Regions from separate parts of the Arachis hypogaea genome. Here region 2 is linked to region 1. The links are chromatin contacts, called in public Hi-C maps. All regions are on one chromosome and are shown on one strand. The core of a region is the stretch at or near the end of the contact, and the rest is flanking DNA. Distances in the headings are between cores, read along the strand shown. Region 1 holds the start of LOC112775674 (elongation factor 1-alpha). Region 2 holds the start of LOC112779636 (protein IQ-DOMAIN 3).

Region 1 (3,180 bases), core at 348-2,847:
ATCATGTTGTCTCCCTCAAAACCAGAGATGGGAACAAATGCGATTTTGTCTGGGTTGTATCCGACCTTCTTCAAGTAGGATGAGACTTCCTTCACGATTTCATCATAACGGGCCTTGGAGTACTTGGGTGTGGTGGCATCCATCTATAGCACAGAAAAGCTAGCATTAGAAAATGAATAAGTAATCAGAAAAGGACAATCAACTCATATTCTGTTTAATCATCTCACCTTGTTGCAACAGCAAATCATCTGCTTGACACCAAGGGTGAAAGCAAGGAGAGCGTGCTCACGGGTCTGACCATCCTTCGAGATACCAGCTTCAAAACCACCAGTGGTGGAATCGATGATGAGAACAGCACAGTCGGCCTGGGAAGTTCCAGTAATCATGTTCTTGATGAAATCCCTGTGTCCGGGAGCATCAATGACAGTGCAGTAGTATTTGGTGGTCTCGAACTTCCACAAGGCAATATCGATGGTGATACCTCTTTCACGCTCGGCCTTGAGCTTGTCGAGCACCCAGGCATACTTGAAGGACCTCTTGTTCATCTCAGCAGCTTCCTTCTCGAATCTTTCGATCACACGCTTGTCAATACCTCCCAACTTGTAGATCAAGTGACCGGTGGTGGTCGACTTTCCTGAGTCGACGTGGCCAATGACCACAATGTTGATGTGAGTCTTCTCTTTACCCATGATTCCGAACAAAGATCTGCAAATAAAATAGATCCGTGAGATGTGTATTCGGAACAATCTTCAACACATGATAAACAAACCAAAACCAGAAAAAACCTAAACAAATCCTAATATGCTCTTTGAAATAACTTCAAACAAATTTAAGACCACGATATCTACACAATAATAGAAATAAAGCAGACACAGAAAGTTTCATCAGATCGGGCGAATAAAATAAGATCTCATAATTAGTTCTCTATAGATTTAAAAGATAGAAACATGTTATTCAAAGAAAACGCAACAGATCTATAGAGAGATAACCAGGAAAAAATCGAAACGTAAAATATAAATGATTTTTCAAAGGTGTTTCGCTACCGTTTTCAATTAAACAAGGTCATAAATCTAAGCCAATTCATTTAAAGCCTCAATATAAGTAAGACAGAAATCAAAATCCGTTAAAACAAAATAACTGAAGCTAAACAATACAAAAATAACAAAAAAAAATAGCGAAACATATAAATCAATTGAAAAATCATGATTTGTGAGAAAAAACATGAAACATGAAAACCGAGAATTGCCTATCGCATGCAGAATCACATCACATCACTGAAACAAGAATAGCGCAAATCAAAGAAGGTAAATAAGAGAGAACGAGAGATCGAACCTTGGAAGGGCTAGATGCGCGAAAAACCCTAGCCGCAAGTAAGAGAGAAGAGTGTATGGGAGCAAAGTGAGAATGAGTGATAAGGGTTAGAGGGATATATATAGTAGAACCTAATTTGGTACTTTGACGTAATTGCCCTCGAATTTGTGAAGTAGATTCCGTTTGTGTCCCCGTTGTTGTGCTTATCTGGCGCAGATTTGAACCCCAACGATGAGCCAAGATCTCGTTAGTTAAGTTACGAAGCGGCGGCACAAGTTTGAGACCTCTCGGTTTAAAGGGTCGACCCGACTCCTTATGGGCCTGTTTTAGGGTTGCTGAATTCGTTTAAATTAGTCGGTATATATTAGGGGTTTACAAGTTAGATGCATTTCAAGACCAAATTAAAAAAAAAAAAAATTAGATGCATTTCCTATACCTAAAAAAAGAAAAAGTTTAGATGCATTAATTTTTTATTCTAGTATTCCTAAATTCGATAGTTCAACCAATAATTTGTTGCAGATCAAAATTTTATTTGATGTACCGATGATCAATAAGTTTTTGTATATATAAAATGGATACAAACTCTGGACACATATTTAAATTTAGCGTTTGTTCTGGCGTTATTATTTTGATAAAAAAAAGATCTTTTTTCAATGAAAAAATATTTTTTTTATTTTTTAGCGTATTTGGTAAATTTCTAGTCGTAAAAATAAAAGTACTAGAAAAATTAAAAAAGAAACATCTTTTTTGAGAAGTTGTAATTTACATCTTTTTTTAAAAGATATTTTTCTCTTAAAAAAATATGTTTTTCATATAATAAATAAACATAAAAGTACTTTTATATTGTTATACCCAAACATAATTGATAGATAAAAGGATCTTTTTGTATGAGATATCCAAACATAAAATTACTTTTACTTTTTTCATAAGATCTTTTAAAAAAAGATAACTCGAAAAAAGATATTTTCTTAAAAGCTCACCCAAACAAATTCTTAGTTTAGTAAAAATTTTACTTTTTTAAAGTAGTTTATAAAAGTTAATTTTAAAAGATAATTTTGTTTAAAAATTATAGTATCTATGATTTGATAAATTAAATAAAAATAATTTTCAACAAGTACAAATACACAACAAATACGTCTGATAAAATAGTTTTTAAAATTTAAAAATACTATAATAGACATTAATATAAGAATTAAACTTAGGGCAATGTACTTATATAAAATAAAACAGAGAAAGATTTACTTGATTAAAACATTTGCAAACTGGTTACGTGCATGTCCTTTTTTATTATTATGTAATTCGTGGAGCTAACCACGGTTTCAAAATTATATGTAAACCATTACTACCTGGCACGGTTTACGTGTGAAAAAGATTGATCATAAACCGTTGCAGGCCACTACGGTTTATCAAGGAAGATAAATGTGCATAAAACCTTGTAAGCAGCAACGGTTTATGAAGGGTTTTGAATAGGCATAAACCCTTGTTAGCTGCCACGGTTTATGAGGAGAGAAATTCAATATATATGTGAGTGAGATTCAAGCTGCTGAAGAGATCATTATCACAATGGCAAGTGATGAAGAGAGTTTTCTTGTCTTAGTGCATTGCTCTGGGAAAATCAAAAGAAGCAAAAAATATGGTGTGAAGTTCACTGACAGAGAACCATTGAGTGTATTCATCAGTTCATCAAGCACTTTGTCAGATGTGAAGAACAGCATCTTGCAGAAGCTTGGGGTATTTGGGAGCAAGTGGGTGAAGAAGCTATTCTACAAGATTCTCATCGCAGTTGTCTCGACCGGTGTTAAGTATGATACGTTTGTGCTAGCGGCTGATGAAGATATTAGGGTTCTGTTTCATTGTGTTAGGAGTTTT
Region 2 (3,180 bases), core at 350-2,849, 130 kb after region 1:
TTACAAAATTAAGAATTTATCTTTAAAAAAAAGACACGTGCTTCAAACTTCAAATTAATTAAAGAGAATGGCTAGCCTAATAAGCATAGTAGCTAGAATCTCGATTTAACTCTTAAAATCTTTCGATATTACGATTTTAAATGAGTTTATCGATTTTACGAAATTTGTACTATGTCTGACGATTTTACAATTTAAATCTTGTTAAGATTTTACGTTTTACGTTTTTTATTTACTTGTTCGATTTCACGTAAAATCTCAATTTTCTCTACCTTGCTAATAAGTGGCCAAATTTGATAACAATATTAAAATATTAATTATCTACACGTATATATAAGCCAAAAATCAAGGTAGCCGAGGGAAGGGTAGATAGCATTTGTTTGTTGGAAAAAAGATATATATATAAATAGTGATTGCTTAAAAGTATCTTTATATAAAAATTATATATAACAGAAAATTGTTAAATAATTTAATATATTTAATTCAAATAATTAAATTAATATATGTTATGATGAATGATACCGGGCAACAAAATGCTTAAACTATACTGATCAATTTGCAGGTTTATGCATATGATTTTCAGAAGTGACATTTGAGCAAGATGTTCATTATATTTAGTTTATGGATACATCATATACGTATACATATATTTATACCTGTGTTGTCGTGTGTGAATACGTTATGTATAATTGTAAATGTCCATGAGATTTGACTATTATTTTCATATTACTTTTATTAGAATACTTGCAAATTATTTTCCAGCTTATACTCTTTTAGATCAATGACCCATTATAATTTTTCCCTTAATATATTATGCTGTTATCATGATCAAAACACTGTTCTGGCCGTCTAAATTTTGATCCATTAAAGACTTTACTTTTGGTGAAATAATATTATAAAATTAAAGTGATTTCCATTGACATTTAAGAAAAACGTTTTTATTTGTCTAAACTTTAAATGCTTAACCAAAAAACTTCACCCACTATTTTTTTTTAAATATTTCTGTTGACTAGTCCATCTATATTTTAAAAATTAATTTTGATACAATATATGTTCTAATTAGTTAATTTTGATACTATTATTTTAATAAATTTAATTTCAATATACTAATAATATAAAATAATTTTATATGTATATCCAATTATAAAATATCATCTACACTTTACATTGATTATATATAAATAATTATCTAAAAAAAATATAAATTGGACAATATAAAATATTTTACACTGTCTACATATAAAATTTAAATTCTTATTTTATAACATTGTCTTCTAATTATATGTTCTAATTAGTTAATTAGATATAACAAGTCTTTAACAAAGATTAGGCTGAGTTGCAAACAATGTCTGTTAGATTTTCTAAGTAACTGGTTTTGAAAAGAAGCCAAAGTTGTACGAACCAAGAAAATGACAACTTAGGAAACTGTTAATTTAGTTACATTATGATTTTCTGTCCATCTGTTTTGGAAGAATCTGTTAACTTTTATTATTTAAAATTGAGAAAATAATCAAGGTTAAAATTAGTAGTCACAATTGGGCACAATGGGATCCTAACACCAAATCCTGGCTTGTAATTATTCGTGTTTATTAACGTAAAATAGGTTTCTTTCTTCCATTTGTTGAAACTTTCTTTCTTTCTCTCTTTTTCCTTTCTTTCCTTCCCTCCCTTTTTGTCCTTTCTTTATCTTCACCTTCATTTTGCAGAGACATCTCTCTGATTCTCATGCAAAGGTGTGTTCTTTTTCCATCTATACCTTCAATTTAGTTTCAAGGTTTTTCCATTGGATTATTATATGCTATGTGGGTTCTTAATTCCCCATTTATTTGTTCATTGTGTTATTATTTTTGTTATGATTATTATTACTTCCAAAATTTGCTTCATTGCTTTGGTTTTATTGTTCAAAATTGGAAATTTTGACCTGGGTTTGATGGCTTTTTGAAATCTGTTATCTGGGTTCCTCCCACATTTCATATTTGTTCATTGAATTACTGAAATGGATGAATGCATGTCATCGGTTGTTCTTCTTTCATAATTTGTTTCCATTTTCTAATCATATTTCTGTTTCCTTATAACATTTTTGCTTGGAATTGAATTCAATCTGCATTAGATTTTATTTGGTAAGTATTACATGGTTTTGTAACGTGGTTGAATTTAATTACTTTCAACACAAGCTTCTTTTTCCGAATTCGCTTTGGTTTCCTTTAATTGATTGAACTTGGTCCTTTCTATGTTAATCAAAATATGATTTTTCCTTCTGCATTTTCTTAAAGTTAAAGGAATTGGAGATGGGGAGGAAAGGGAGTTGGTTCTCTGCTGTGAAGAAAGTTTTTGGTTCTGAAAACAAAAAGGACCAGGTTTGAATAATCTCTTCATCTTGTTTGGAAATCAAAGGAAGGTTCTAGTTTCTCAATTCTCATTGAAACCGTTTTGTCTTTGTTTCAGGAAAAGAACACAAAACCACAGAAAACCCATAGTCATGGCCATAGCCATAGCAATAGTAAGTCCAAATTAGGATGTTTTGGACACCATGATCACAATGAAGCCGGAAATGAAGCGCAGGGAATAGTAGTTGTTCCGGCGCTTCCGCGTAAGAAAGAACCAAAACAAGCAAGAGTGGCAGGTCAGAATGAGCCGAACCAGCAGGCTTTCTCTTTGGTCTTGGCTACTGCTGTCGCAGCAGGTGCTGCTGTCGCGGCCGCGGCTGAGGCTACTCGTCCCAAGACTGTGACGCCTCGTCGCCGTGAAAAACTGAAGGATGATGAAGCAGCAATCATGATTCAGACAGCCTTCCGCGGATATCTGGTATTGACTTGCATTGTTACCATCCTATTTGGATCATGTCGCATGAACAATTGATGAAGTTTGTTCATCAATTATTGGTTGAAGGGGATTATTATACATTTTGCTTTGCTCTAAGAAGTTTGTTACATTTGAGTTTTCTTGCATTCATTTGAAGGACTACTTCCAATTAACTTTCTACCAAACAAAATTTTGGTTGATGGATAATATATATTTAGGATCTGTTGTATGCTATTATTCAGTGATTGTATTGGAATGTTCATAACAATTTCAAGTAGATATTGTCTCTAACAGCAACAGCACTTTGGTTTGATTTCTTTTCAATAAAACAATCATTGTTTTGGTGGTTTTAGGCGAGGAAAAAACTGCGAGGCTTGAGAG

Evidence for each region. A called contact is a pair of places that touch in the nucleus more often than the background predicts.
Region 2: a Hi-C map of leaf shows a contact between it and region 1, with 3 times the contacts expected there. The contact joins the promoter of LOC112779636 here to the promoter of LOC112775674 in region 1. A contact is called at or near these places in 2 of 8 Hi-C or Micro-C datasets (both in leaf).

Annotation. Positions count from the first base shown.
Region 1 is chr19:148,040,744-148,043,923 of arahy.Tifrunner.gnm2.J5K5, forward strand. It overlaps LOC112775674 (elongation factor 1-alpha), which reads right to left and starts at 1,598. Exons shown (of 3, transcript XM_025819478.3): 1 at 1,333-1,598; 2 at 228-705; 3 at 1-143. The coding sequence starts at 689.
Region 2 is chr19:148,171,058-148,174,237 of arahy.Tifrunner.gnm2.J5K5, forward strand. LOC112779636 (protein IQ-DOMAIN 3) reads left to right here and starts at 1,600. Exons shown (of 6, transcript XM_025823968.3): 1 at 1,600-1,730; 2 at 2,271-2,354; 3 at 2,443-2,802; 4 at 3,153-3,180. The coding sequence starts at 2,286.